2 separate regions of the Sus scrofa genome follow, and region 2 is linked to region 1. The links are chromatin contacts, called in public HiChIP or PLAC-seq maps. All regions are on one chromosome and are shown on one strand. Each heading gives the region's core, a stretch centred on a gene start, on an enhancer-like site or on the middle of the called end of the contact. The rest is flanking DNA. Distances are from core to core; before and after follow the strand shown. Region 1 overlaps LYPLAL1 (lysophospholipase-like protein 1). Region 2 overlaps LOC110255627 (a long non-coding RNA gene).

Region 1 (6,894 bases), core at 1,710-4,209:
TCTTCTCCCCCCTAGGCGCTCCAGCAGAGTGACGGCCTGCTCCCTGAGTTGTTCCAGTGTCACGGTACCGCAGATGAGCTAGTTCTTCATGCCTGGGGCGAGGAGACAAACTCCACGTTGACGTCTCTGGGGGTGAGCACAAGGTTTCATAGCCTCCCAGGCGTGCACCACGAGTTAAGCAAAGCAGAGCTAGAAAAGCTGAAGTCCTGGATTCTCACAAAGCTCCCAGAGTGACGGAATCGGGACGGATTTGTTCACAGACATGTAGTGTCTTGTTGAAAAGTGACTTTTACGGCCAGAGTCTAATTTGATAAATAAGCGAAAATAGTGAGACACATCAGTAGGTTACGGGCTTATTCGTTAAATGCTGGGCACCGCAGAGAGTAGTATGGTCCAGGTCATGGTAAACATTAATTAAGGCAAGCGTCTGTGCGTGATTTGTCAGATACGTGTTCATAAATATTTGGAAACCTTTTAAGTAATTGAGTACTAAGCAATTAAACCAGCTGAAGTAAAGGCAGTGGGAAATCATGAAAAGGTTTCACATGATAGTATTTTGTCTTCATCGTCACCTTCTTTAAACCACCTTCCCAGCGGGGTGTTCGTGTTTCTGTGGTTTTCAGTGCCCCCCCGTCCCGTGTGTCGCGTGGTTTCGCGTTGTCTCCGCCGATCCTCACAGGGCCTTGAGGAGGTAGACTGAGTGGGTGTTACTGGTATTTGATCCCAGGGATAGGAGGAGTAAAGACTCCCCCAAAGCCTCGAGAGTGGAGGCTGGAAGCCTTCAGGTGCCCGCTGGAGCCCTCTTTCTGTGAGACCAGAGTACTGGTCTGCTCCAGGCCTGGGGCTCCACTTAGGCTCCAGGTCCCTGTCAGTACTCAGTATGGCCGGTCTTTTCCATTTTATCCATTCTCGTGGATGTATAGGGGTGGCACTTTGTTGTTTTGTTCTTTTAGGGCCGCACCTCTGGCATATGGAGGGTCCCAGGCTAGGCCTTGAATTGGAACTGCAGCTGCCAGCCTCGCCACGGCCACAGCAACACCAGATCCGAGCTGCGTCTGCGACCTACACCACAGCTTGGGGCAGCACTTAACCCACTGAGCGAAGCCAGGGATGGAACCCGTGTCCTCATGCGCTGAGCCACAATGCGAACTCCGTTATTTTCACGTAATAGGAATTTCTTGAGGTATGATAAGAGAACAGAATTACCAGTGCCTTGCACACATTTCAGGAAAATTCAGATTATATGAGACACAAAGACAGCTGGTACACAAGACTTTGTGTGTAATTTTAACACGTGAAAAACCAAAATTATATTTACAGAGAACCAGTGTACTGTTATGTATGTTTGATTCTGCTTCACATCTGCCTGTAGAAACACGTCTCTGCGGCTCTACACGCATACAGCCTTTCCCAGGGAAGGGCGGCCGCAGCGTGTTCCCGCACTGAGGCTAAGGTGCAGGTCCTTGCGTGCGTCATCGCGTGCGTCATCTCTGTCATATTGGTCAACTCTGCCATTTAGCTGCAACCAGATCAGGTCCGTTTGTTCCATCCAGCACTGAATTAAGCTGCTATGATCAGAGCTCTAAGCACCAGCCACGCTGCAGCCCTGGTCCCAGCTGCGCCCACCAAGGGCCTGGTCCCATCCAGCTGAACAATTTCCATGGCCTGGTAAGGATGTGCCTCAGGAGGCCAGCTGTCCTTCTCCTTACGTCTCTGTACCGACCTTCCTACTTCGTCCAAAGCATTCATCCAGCGTTGCAAGGGCAATTGCTCAGACTCCATCTGGGCCTGCAAGGCACAGTCCAGGGCGGTGCAGCCTCCACCAGAGCCCCGGCCTTAATGGTCAGGAGGAATCACAAGGCTTTGAAAGAGCTTTACCTCATCTCCCAGCATTTTATTCTGACCCTTGCCCAGAAAACAGCCTAGGACCCCTTTCTGAGGACAGCTGTATTTATTGACCTAACCACCTCACCAGGGTGTGTGGTCCAGGAGAAAGTAAAACGGGTAGATCCAGACATCTGTTGAGTCAGTTTTTGCTGAGAAAGACCCAATGCTCAAAGATACCAAACCCCAGTGAGTTGTAGGGACTGTGTGCAGCCCATCCAGTACCTGACTGCCAGCTCACTGTTGAATCATTTTGCAACAAAAGGCTCTGCATTGTTGAACGGGAAGCTTTCCAGAAATAAAAGCCAAAAATACAATACAGATTCATTTTATGAGCCACAGTAGTGTGGCCCCTGTCAGCTTATCAGACTGGAACAGTGACACATAACCTGAGAAAGTATTAATACACAGTGAGGCACCACTTACAACCCCAAGAAGAGGTCAAAAGTCAGATGTAATTAGTGTGTCAGGAGCAAGCATGGGCAATGCCCCAGGCAGTGTGGTTGCCTTCACTGCCAGACAACTGGGTCAACTTTCGTCAGGACTCAAAAGTTTGGCATGCAACGGCAGGCCGTATATCAAAAACACTGGCTCCTTTGCTTTGTATCCAGTATAATGGTTGATGTGTCACCGTGTCTAGTCTGCTGATGGCTTAAGTAAGCAGTGCTGGCAGTCTGGCCGTCCAGTCTCGACCAGCAGCTTGACTCCAGTCAGTTTCAGCAGAAAAGTGGGTCCCTCTACATAAGTGACTCAGATGGTTCAATCAGCAGCCACTGTTTATTTCCTGGGTTAGCAGAGCCAAAGGGAGGGGGGGCTGTCTTTAATCTTCCAGTCTGTGGTTCGCTAAGTGACAGTCCAAATAATCAGGCCATGACAACAACTCAAGAGTCAGTAAAAATATAATGAGGTTGATCCAATGTTGTGTTTGCCAGAGCTATGAGGGCAACCTCGAGTTTTGCCCACTGAGCAGAAAGACCCTGTCCACTTTCAGTTCTGAGTCGCTGGCCCTGAGCCCAAACAGTTGCATCTGACCAGTGGCCACCATCGGGTTTCAGCTCAGCCAGCCACCGCTGAAGCAGGCCCAGGCGTTAAGGGAACCTCTGTGACTCAGCGGCCCTGCACCAGCAGCTATGCTGCAGGTGTTGAGGTGGAAGAGCTGCCATTTTTTCATGTAGAGCCAAGGCGCCGCTGAGGCCAGGCCGGCTGCAGTCTTGAATGTGCCATTTCCACGACTGGATCCTTTTCACGTTGTTAGTCATTGAGTCTGAGTCGATCCATCCCAAAAGGGAAATACCAGGCCAGAGAGTCACAGTTCCTCCAGGGGACGGGCACTCCGTTTCAACAAGAGCCCAAGAGTAAGCTGACAGCTGCTTTTTCAAAAGAGGTCCAGCTGGGAGCTGTGGCAAGGAGGCGGTGAGTGAGTCCAAAGGAGGCCACCTCCGACTGCCAGAGGCTGCAACTGGCAGCATCGTCTGTCACAGAGGCTTGTGGCCTGAAGGGTCCTCAGCGGTGGAGGGCCCGGCAGCTCCCTCCGTGCAGCCCCTCCCAAGCAGGAGAATGGCTCTGGGACCTCGCGGGCATTTACAGCGTAAGCATGTCAAACATGAATACCAGTCACACATTCAGCAGCGGGACCCAGAGGACAAGACACTGAGTCCCCCCTGAGGGCTCCACTCCCGGGTTTACGTCTTCCTCCTTGCTGTGAACTCTTGCCCAAGCCGAGCAGTCAAATTTGGGCATAATCCTCCCTGGAGGGACCTGTCGGCCGGAACTCGGGTGCCAGTCTCGGCCAGATCCACAAAAGTGTGAACCCCTTCTCTTTCCCACATTCCCTGGGGATAGATTGCGATTTTTCATCCCTTTGGAGAACAGAGCCGTGTCACCCTGGCCCCAAGCTGTCCCTTACGCCAGCTGAGGTCTGTGAAAGGAGGAGGGGCGGATCTCAGGGGTATGGGGGCGCAGGGGGGAGACTCCATGCTGTCCCATTTCAGTTTGGAGAGGCATATCGGTGGCCTGCAACAGTTCGGGCTTTCGGAGTCTGTTTCTCACTCTTCAGGGGGTCGACCTCACCAGCCTTGTAAACTCCATCTAGGACCACGAAAGCCTGTCCCTGAGTGCCAGTCAGTGCCCTCTCTGTGGCTTCCAACTGGAAATCGTCTCCAGGCAGTTTTCTGAAGGGTCCAAAGTGCCCTTAAGGCAGGTAGGACCCAGTGTGCTCTGTGGCCCTCTACGCCACCCCAGCGGATGCAGGGCTGGCGGCGTAGACGCGGCTGTCGTGTTGCCCCTTGAGGAGCATGCTGCATGATGCCATCCATCCATCCACCAGAGAGCGGTCTAAAGATTAGCCGGGCCTCTCCCCGTAGGGATCGTGAATCTCCCTTCCTTCACACTCGAGGCAGGTATGTGTCTCTGCACCTGTTGTCAGAAGGAGGAAGGATCCTTCTGTCCATACAGAACGAATGTTAGTATCCGTTATTCTAAAAGGGGGGCCCGAGGCTGAGATTGACCGAGGTCCTTCTACTGGAGGAGAATTAGCAGTAAACAGGGTACCAGTTGGGGAGCTGTCTTGATCCCATTCTTGCCCAATTGCTCCTCATTAAGGGAGAATAAGCTGGAACACCATTTACTGCCCAGTTGACCAGCCAGTTTGTTCAGCGTGTTCGCTGCCATATCCCCAGGACTTCCCTCAAATTCTGCAAAGCCTTCGTTCTTTCCTTTTTCATACTTCAGTCTTTCAGAAAACGAGCGTGAAATTTAGTTTGAAATATTGAGTGGAATTTTACAAAAAGATAAGCTATTGTCTGAAAATATATGTATTTTTTATGCTCCCCTCAAGTTATTACGTGCATTACCTTTGTGATTTTATTTAGGCCTTTGTCTTGGACTGGTTACGAAAGCCATATGTGATTTTTATACTGGGAATAGAATTAATGGGTCTATGATGAATAGTGGACATCCTGTTTTGAAGAAATCATATTTTGGGCAAAATGCCCATAAGAGACCTGTGTTTTTGCCAATAGTTTTTAGTTCAGAGCCTCTGGGATCTTTCTTTTTTTCATTTTTTTCTTTTTTTTTTAAGAAGTGATGAGAAAGTTTAATGTGCTTGCATTCTATTTTAAATTCCTATTAGAGATTATTTCAAAATAGCTTGTTACTTCATTTTTTGTTATTGTAGCAAATTAATACTTTTTTTGGTTTTGATTTATTCTGGTATTTCACTACCTACTCTTAAGGACATAGTATTACTTGAATTAAAAAAAAAATCACTGTTTTCATTTTCTCTTTCCCTCTTTCTTCCCAGCTCTTTGTTTTGTTTTGTGTTGTTGTTATTGTTGTTTGGCCCTGCCTGCACCATGTGGAAGTTCCTGGGCCAGGGATCGAACCCACACCACAGCAGCGACCCAGGCCACTGCAGCAACACCACCAGAGCGTCAACCCTCTGCGCCACAAGAGAACTTCAGTTTTTTCTAGTCAGTTGGTGGCTTGTCCATTTGAAACTAGAGGAACACTTGACGTATTAATACTTGACATAGTAATTTTGGCCATTCCTGGTCTGTTTTCTTTTGCCAATGAAATTATTGAATTTGAAATGTCTGTGAGAGACAGACATCTTTCCCTTGGGCACTAGGTATTAAGCTCGTTTCTCTGTCCTATAACCAGAGAGAAGTGTCAAAACCAAAGATCACAGCATGCAATCGGCAGAGGCAAATAAATGGCTCTCTCTAAAAATTTCACTTCAACAGCAATAAATCTCTAGTTCAACTTAAAAACAGGGTTTTTAAATGGCGAATGAAAAAATGTATCAATTTCAAATAGTAGCTGAAATCCTTTAAAAAAAAAAAAGTTTCTTCTTAATTAGCCTGTGAAATGTCGAGCGGGCTTCAGGGCAGCTGTTTTGACGCTGTCTTGGTTCTGCCACAGCATCAGGAATTTCTCTGGCTGGAGGGAATCCAGAAATTATCATTTTACACATGGAAACTGAGATCCAGAGATGGTTGGTGACGTGCTTGGAATCCCGAGGAAGCCTTTGCCCTGGTCCATAGAGCCATGGTGGTAATACTCAGAAAGGCCGTGAAATACTCACCTACATTTCAAACGTCAGATTCAGAGCCATTTCCTTTCCTTTGCAGACATTCGATATTCATGCTGCCTTTGGCTCCATTTTACTGTTGTGCTAAATGCACGTAGTGGTCCCTCCCTCTGCCTCAGTAACAGGCTCAGCCTCATGTTTCATAATGGTGCAGATTTAAGAGTTTTTAAAGCCGATTAACCATTTCTCTCAGAGTTCTAATTTCTGAGCCCCATAACCTGCTTCAGTCCTTATCTTACTCGATGTCTTTATAGAATGTGATGCGTTGATTAACCCCTGATTCTGGAAACTTGAACCTTCCAGCCTGGTTTTTTAGTATCTTTGGACTATGATTTCTCTGTTTCCTTCATTTTTTTTTTCTTCTTGCTACTCCCTTTAATGTGAAGGCTCCTTTTCATTCTGTTTTTCTCCTCATTCTCTTTCTGGGTGATCTTCCACATATATGGCTTGGGAATGCTGGCCCCATAGCCACCTGTCTGGCCCCAGGCTCTCATCATTGCTCTCCACCCCCGCTTATACCTCCTGCAGGAGCGTCTCACCTGGGTGTCACACAGCCCCCGACACAGTTCATATCCTCACAACACTGCAAAATGTTCACACAGTTCCTATCCTCAAAATATCGCAAAGTTTTCACACTTGCCAAATATGATTTGGGGAAAAAGCCTCATTTCCCAAGGTTCTGTTCCCTCGTCTATAAAATGGATTTGTTCTGAGATAAAGGAAAAGGAGCCCGGCACGGCAGTGCAGCGTCATTGCTCTCTTGGTCTGCTCCGGAAGGCCCTTCTGTTGTGATCTGTTTTAAATGAACTTTCGGCCACATAATAATGTCTTTGTGTCACCCCCCACCCCGATCCTTTCATCATGCCTGTGAACAAATCCTTTTGATGTTGCATCAAAGAAACGTCTTTCCACTTGGCCTC
Region 2 (6,894 bases), core at 2,080-4,579, 240 kb after region 1:
ACATCTGCAACCTACATCACAGCTCACGGCAATGCCGGATCTTTAACCCACTGAGCAAGGTCAGGGATCAAACCCGCAACCTCATGGTTCCTAGTCAGATTCGTTAACCACTGAGCCACGATGGGAACTCTGTGAATAGGTTTTTAAGAAGAGACCAATGCAACCTTACTGCACATCACAGACAGATGGTTTGAAGTTTCTGCCCTCTCTTTCCCCAACAGATGGCACAGAAGAGAAAAATGGGACTCATGTTAGGTCATGCGCCAAATCATCTCTCTTCTCTAAAAGGTGGGAAAGCCATCAAACTGGTAAACAAGACTTTTGTAAGGGTGCATAAAACATATTCAATATTTGGCAGCAAGGGATTTCCATGAAGCTTTCCTGGGGGTTAATAAATCAACAGAAACCACTTACTGAAACGTTTTCATGGGTCCTGTGGAATTCTAAGCAAATATCAGGTTTAAGAATGAAAAGTCAGTTATATTTTCAACATAATCTAACGTTCAAAGGAGTGTAAAAGATGCTTAAGTGTGAATATTTTATGTTTCCCTGCTCTCAGCAGTAATCGCAGCCCATTAAAAAGAATGCTAAGCCATAGCTGTTAGCACTGGCAGAAGCCCAAGGAAACACTGAACCTTCACAGAAGGGGGCTAATTGCTACACCAAGAGGTAATTTCTTAAGGAACACTGAAGCCCTGTATACTCCCCAACGTGAGGCTGAATGCCACAATCTTATGTGAATATCGCATTTGATCATCTCGGCCTTTTGCTTGGTGGACTTCAGAACAAGCTCAGTTCAACGATACAGACAGGTAGAGGGAAGAAACGGAGAGAGAGAAAACTCCAACACCGTTTTTCTCTGTGGCTCCCATAAACCTGCCCCGCCCCTGACCCCCCGCCAGGAAATCTGACTGCTCCGTAAAGTTCCTGGTGACTGATGAGAAAGGCTCATGCAACTATCAAGTCAAGGGGCAACGTCCACTTTCTTTATTTGCCCAGATCTGGTGCTTCAGTCATCTTTTGCGAATTAAACAATTTTCTACCACTTGTCAGAGTTGGTGTTTTCAGAACCACATCACACTGAACTAGCCCTTCCTCTCAGCACAGTTTAGACCAGTGCCATGTGGCTTTATTAAACATCAAGTGACAATAAAGTGGAGGCCCCATGAATCCCTTGCCTGACGTCTCCCTTTTGGCAGAGTTTTGTCTCAACCCTATGGGTGCCTGGTTGTGTCTTGAGCTTATGATTTTTGTTCTGAAGGAAGAGCCCCCAAAGCAAGTGTGAGGGCAAGGTGGTTCTGAAGAATCATTTTCCCTAAAATGTTGCATGAGTTTCACCTCTTTGTCTCACTTTTTAATAACTGTAACAGCCAAATTTACATTGAAGAAAAATTCCCTTGAAAAAATAGGGTAAAGATGAAACAGTGGTTTCTCTAAAATGCATCACTGATGTGTCTAGCTTTTTCTACTTTGCAGCTTGGTCCTTTAGGCATCTCTGGTCCTCCATAAATGAGTGTTTGTGGAGTCCTTGTTTTGCTCCTGGCATCAGGTTGAGAGCAATGCCATAACAGAATACAAGAGGCATACAGCGCATGGCCCCACCCTTATGGAGTCATCAGTATCCTAGGAAAGATTAGAAAAAAAGAATTTATATGAAACAAAGAAACATTTTATCATAGTCACAATATGAATGATAGCAGAGAGGGCTCGCAACATCGGCAGATTTTGATGGGTCTTTATTCAGCTCCTTTGTTGAACTTCTTTTTGGCTTCATGCTTTCTTTTCTCCTCTTCTACCATTTTTTTCTGTAATGCAATGGCACTTTCTTTCCCTTGATCTGCAGATGCTGAAAGCCAATATCTGGACAGTTCACAATCCACTTAGCACCATCCATCCTTGAAGGGCTTCACAATCAAAATTATGTCTCACACTTGAGCCCTTCCCCCAAAACACCCGCATTTCTTCAGTGTCAGTCAGCGAGGTGTTTGGGAAAAAATACCACTTAAACCAGATGACACTCAAGCATCCCCTACCTTCATTTTCCTCTTCTCCTTCAAACCTTCCGTGGACTATCCAGCTTTGAAACATTCTATCCTCTTCTAAGACTGTACCCTGACCATGGGTCTGGTGGTTGCAACACTATCTTTAAATCAGAGGAGAGAACAAGAAAGGCCCCTTTCTCAGCTTCGGAGGGCTGTTCATCCCATCATCTCCTCCTCATTTAACAGCAAATCCCATTACTATTCCTGATCCTTTCTTATTTAGAGTTGGACGTGCCAGCTGCTGTACTTGATACTAGGAGAGAGAGGGGACCACTCCTCTTAGAGAGCACCAGGAGCAGCGAGCCCTAGGTGGACATAATGCTTTCCAGCACCAGGGTGGGGGGCTGTGCACCTGTCCTCTGGGGACCCCAGAGGACTGAAGGCAGACAGGGTTCCCACTGGAGAGAAAGAAGGGGCTTGGCTCCCCCAGGATGCAGATCCGTGTGGCTTCAAGTTGCGTTCTCTTCCCCCCTCTTTCTTCTCTCAGTTTGGAACTCCAAATTCGCGCCCTGGCTGTTCGTAATTAATACTAAGCATGACATTTTCTATTTGTACCTTTAAAATATGCTCTAAAGAAAGAAGAATTTTTAATTTTTTTCCTGTCAGTTTTATTTTTTCATTCTTTATACCTCACAGATGCTTCCTAAATGAGACCAATGTATATCGCTAATGAGGGCAGCCTCTCTCCTAGATAATTTTTCATCTGTCCCTCATGCTAAGCAAATCTGAAAGTCATTAAAGGTCACTATTCAGCTCACAATATGAAATCAAACATACACACACGTGAACACACACACACATGTCCATGTGTCAGTCCTTTTTGTTTTGTTTTTTAAAGAAAGCTGCCTGGATGAGGATCTTATTTCCTGCAAGTATTCCATTGAGGAATGTCTTAGCTTTTTAATCTTGAAGCTCGTCTCGGGATTTATCTAAAAGGAATTCTTTTGGTCATCGAGGTCTACACCCCTTTTCTTTCTCTCTTCTCCTTTTCAATTGCCTTTCTAAGGAATTGGAAGAAAATGCAGGCAGATGAGTAGTTAAGTAAACCCAGCACCATGCATGTCCCTTGGACCTGAGCCGGGCACATGTAAAGGTCTCCATTTGCCAAAAACACACCAGGGACCTCTTAAGCAATCCAGAATTGCTACATGTGTGCAAGAGCTAACATCCCGAACACAACAGAAATCTGTAATTCAATTATCCCCTGTTTCTCGTACATTCTTCCTCTGAGCATCCGGATACGCTGAAGCATGAAGTTCAAAGTGGAAACTACGGAACCCACCCCCTGCATGGGGACGGCCTTGAGGTCAGGCCCTCTCCAATTCACAGAGGCGCAAAGGAGGAGGAAGGGGCACTTGGCGCTACCCTCAATTAAGCCCCCGGGGAAATGGGAAGGAAGGGAAACAGTAACAGAGGAAAAAGCAGACAAAGGAGAAACCAAAAGCAGGAAGAAGAGTCAGAGTAACAAAGCCAGGCCAAGAGAAACTTTAACCAAGTGCTAATTTCTACTGCTCCTTGAGTGCTCTTGGGGGTGCGGGGGTTGGGGTGCTGATAGCATTCTTGGGAACTGGTCCTCAAAAAAAGGGAGGATGTCTTTGCAGGAGTTCAGAAGGACTTCTTTTTGCTGTTGGCCTGTTTTCTTCTTAAAAGGAGATTTACCCGCTCCGGTCTTTCCCATGTGCAAGTGTTCTGCTTCTGAAAGTGGGATCCTCAAATACACAAGACATTATTCACTACCTGCATATGATACGAAAATGAGAAAAAAGGGATCCCCTGGCAGTTTTGCTCACATTTATTACAGTGGGCCAGGTCGTATTCCATAAAAATGAGTAACTCCCAGCAGGCAAAAAAATGTATAGAATGTGCTGATCTTGAACACAGATTATTTATATAATATATTTTATCACCCAAAGACCTTACAAAGCTGGGTTTCTCTCCTGAGATCCACTGTTAATATTTCAACCTCTGTATATGCCAAATGGAAACAAAGACTGTCTGAAAAGGTAAATACAGCGCTGTCATTCTTCTTGGCACAATACTTGTGCAGTATATTTAACTAGAGTTACTATGAATATTAGTACTTTTTTTTTTTTTTACAAGATGTGGCAACATTATGCAATTAATGTTGCACTTAAATCCTTTTAAGCACCATGTGTTAGGCAAGGTTCTTCTGATTGCAAGTGACAGAAACCTAACTCAAATTCATTTAGAGGGAATTTACTGGTTGATACTGAAACATCTCAGGTTATCAAATGAAGGGTTAAGTAACCAATTCATTGGAATGATACAGATGCTGTTAGCCCCTCAAAAACAAATGAAGGAATTCCTGTTGTGGCTCAGCTGCAAAGGAAACCAACTAGTACCCATGAGGAACACAGGTTCAATCCCTAGCCCTGCTCAGTGGGTTCAGGATCCGGCGTTGCATGAGCTGCAAGGTAGGTCGTAGACAGGACTCAGATCTGGCATTGCTGTGGCTGTGATGTAGGCCGGCAACTAGCTCTGATGCGCCCCCCAGCTTAGGCACCTCTGTATGATGCAGGTGTGGCCCAAAAAAGAAAAAAATGGAGCCAAAGTTTCAAAACAGCTGGGATTTTCTTTCATTTTGTTTTTTAAGCTTTCATTTTTTTTTTCCCCCCGTAAGTTGGCGTCCCTCTCTTTTAGTCCACATTTGTTCCAAATTGCAGGGAAATACAGCCCCTGGCCAGTCCTAGGCTTCACATGCTGCAGCTTTTAACAACAGAAAAGGTTTTACCCTTTTCCTTATTCCCAGTTGGAAAACCCAGAGAAAGAATTCGGACTGGCTTGGCTGTATCAGATGCCAGTGCTAAGTCAAAGAATCACCCTCATATCAAGTATCAGAATATATTCTTCCTTGTGCCTGCAGTGCCTTCTTCCTGTTTAATATCTACCCACGTGCAGTGAGTGTTTTCTCTTCCTTTCAGTTCAGCACCACGAGCAACATCATGAGAAGTAATCTCAGATGCTGAAGATCTTATGTGAAGTCCTGGATGGGCTACTTGGAAGCTGAGACCTTCAGGAAAAAATCACTCAACTCTTCAAGTTGGAGTTTCCTGCTCTATGCAATGGAAAAAAAAAAAAAAGAGAGAGAGAGAGAAAAAAAAAAAGAACCCTTTCTCAAAAGAAATGCAGATTGATGCAACAACACAGTTGAGTCTTATGTTCACATAGTTTCCAGCACTATAAGACAGTTTTTGCCTTTTCTAGAATTTCATAAAATGCAATGATATACTATGCCCTCTTTGGCTTGTGGTTTTTCGCATTCAGCCTAATGAACATAAGTGATTCAGTAATACATATATACACATTCATTCTCTTCCATATTTTTTTTCCACATAAATTTTCACAGAATATTGGGTAGAGTTCTCTGTACTCTACAGCAGATCCCCACTGGCCAATCATTCCATATACCTCAGTGTGCATATGCCAACTGCAAACCCCCCATCCACCCCCACCTGTCACTTTAAATTAAATAAAGTTTCAGGCCCAGCTTTGCTTTGAATTTAACAGAATTTCAGGTCCGGCTTCCTACGGGCACTTGTTAAAAGTCATAACTCAGATAGGCTTATGCTGAGGAGGGTGGAAGCCCAGTGGGAGGGCTCCAAAGCCAGGGTCTGAAGACTCCTTTCCAGCAAGTGTGAGATGCCCTCCTCAGCACCACCAGGGTCTCCAGTGGCCAAATCTACCAGGTCTTTTCCATCGGCTCGGTTCCTCTGAGGTCCCTTTTCTCTCCCCCTCTCTCCCCTGATGAAATCTTACTGATCCAATGACCTGTTTCTTCCAGGATCAACTGAATCACGAAATAGTGTTCACGACTGACAGCAGCTTCCTGGGTTACCTCTTCAAGAGATGTCTGCATGCGGATTCTCAAAGCAGAAGCCAGTGATCCCATAGGCATGAAGCTCTCATGCAACCAGGCAGAGGCATGAGGGAGCACCGGGGCCGAGGTCCCATCCCAGCATTCCTTACGTCCTAGGATGTGTGCAGCTTTTCTCTGCCTGGCAAATAAATGTGTCTACTTTAAAAGCCCCACTCATTTTCTCCTGGAAACTGTGTGGAAAAAAAAAAAAAAAAAAAACTTGGTACATGGATATCAAGAGACGTATCACCGAGTTCTGGTCGTGGCTCAGCGGTAATGAACCTGACTGGCATCCATGAAAATGTGAGTTTGATCCCTGGCTCTGCTCAGTGGGTTAAGGATCACGTGCTGCTGTGAGCTGTGGTGTAGGTCGTAGATGAGGCTTGGATCCTGTGTGGCTGTGGCTGTGGCTGTGGTGTAGGCTGGCAGCTATAGATCTGATTCAACCCCTAGCCTGGGAACTTCCTTATGCTGTAGGTGTGGCCCTTAAAAAAGAGAGAGAGAGAGAGAAAGATCAGAAGAGAGCCCTTGATTTCTTGTAAGTAAGCCACCAAAACAGCCTCATTTGTTTTTGTCAGAGACCACTATGCCAGAGCTTCGGGTTCTAGGAATTGATCAAGACCTAGAGCTTGAGGGGCAAGTGTGGTCAGGGTCACTGCAACACCACACGGCTGGGGTCCCGCTAACTGTCCGGGTGCAGGTCTGCTTTGCTTTAATGACGTGGAGCAGACTAATCAACGGAACAGGCTACATTTTGGAAAATGAATGGAGCCCAGTACCGGCGACTCTTGGGTGGAGTGTGTGTTAACCCTCTCCTGAGCCAGAAATGGGACCTCTGAGGTTTCTCGTGGAAATTACAATATTTGTGGAATCGAAAATAGAGAAGCGGCCAAATCTTCGAAGCTGAATGAGAATGACTCACTTGGGGAAGATACTTCGCAGGCTGTACAAACATCGCTCAGTCACTGTCAGGAC

Evidence for each region. HiChIP or PLAC-seq counts read pairs in DNA pulled down with a chosen protein or histone mark.
Region 2: an H3K27ac HiChIP or PLAC-seq map of skeletal muscle shows a contact between it and region 1, with 5 times the contacts expected there. The contact joins two enhancer-like sites. A contact is called at or near these places in 1 of 47 Hi-C or Micro-C datasets (skeletal muscle) and 1 of 2 datasets of contacts at active chromatin or transcription factors (skeletal muscle).

The regions. Positions count from the first base shown.
Region 1 is chr10:8,977,997-8,984,890 of Sscrofa11.1, forward strand. LYPLAL1 (lysophospholipase-like protein 1) reads left to right here. Exons shown (of 6, transcript XM_021064303.1): 5 at 16-132. Among named protein-coding and RNA genes, the nearest start is that of LYPLAL1, 35 kb to the left of the region's middle. Within about 2 kb of position 2,960, at least 19 of the 83 cell types and tissues checked have an H3K27ac peak or open chromatin away from gene starts, as enhancers often do. A contact at or near this core is called in skeletal muscle, where this site is marked.
Region 2 is chr10:9,215,027-9,221,920 of Sscrofa11.1, forward strand. All of the region lies in intron 2 of LOC110255627 (a long non-coding RNA gene), which reads right to left. It overlaps LOC106507893 (a long non-coding RNA gene), which reads left to right. Exons shown (of 3, transcript XR_001304255.2): 2 at 4,985-5,209; 3 at 5,845-6,086. Among named protein-coding and RNA genes, the nearest start is that of LYPLAL1, 270 kb to the left of the region's middle. Within about 2 kb of position 3,330, at least 3 of the 83 cell types and tissues checked have an H3K27ac peak or open chromatin away from gene starts, as enhancers often do. A contact at or near this core is called in skeletal muscle, where this site is marked.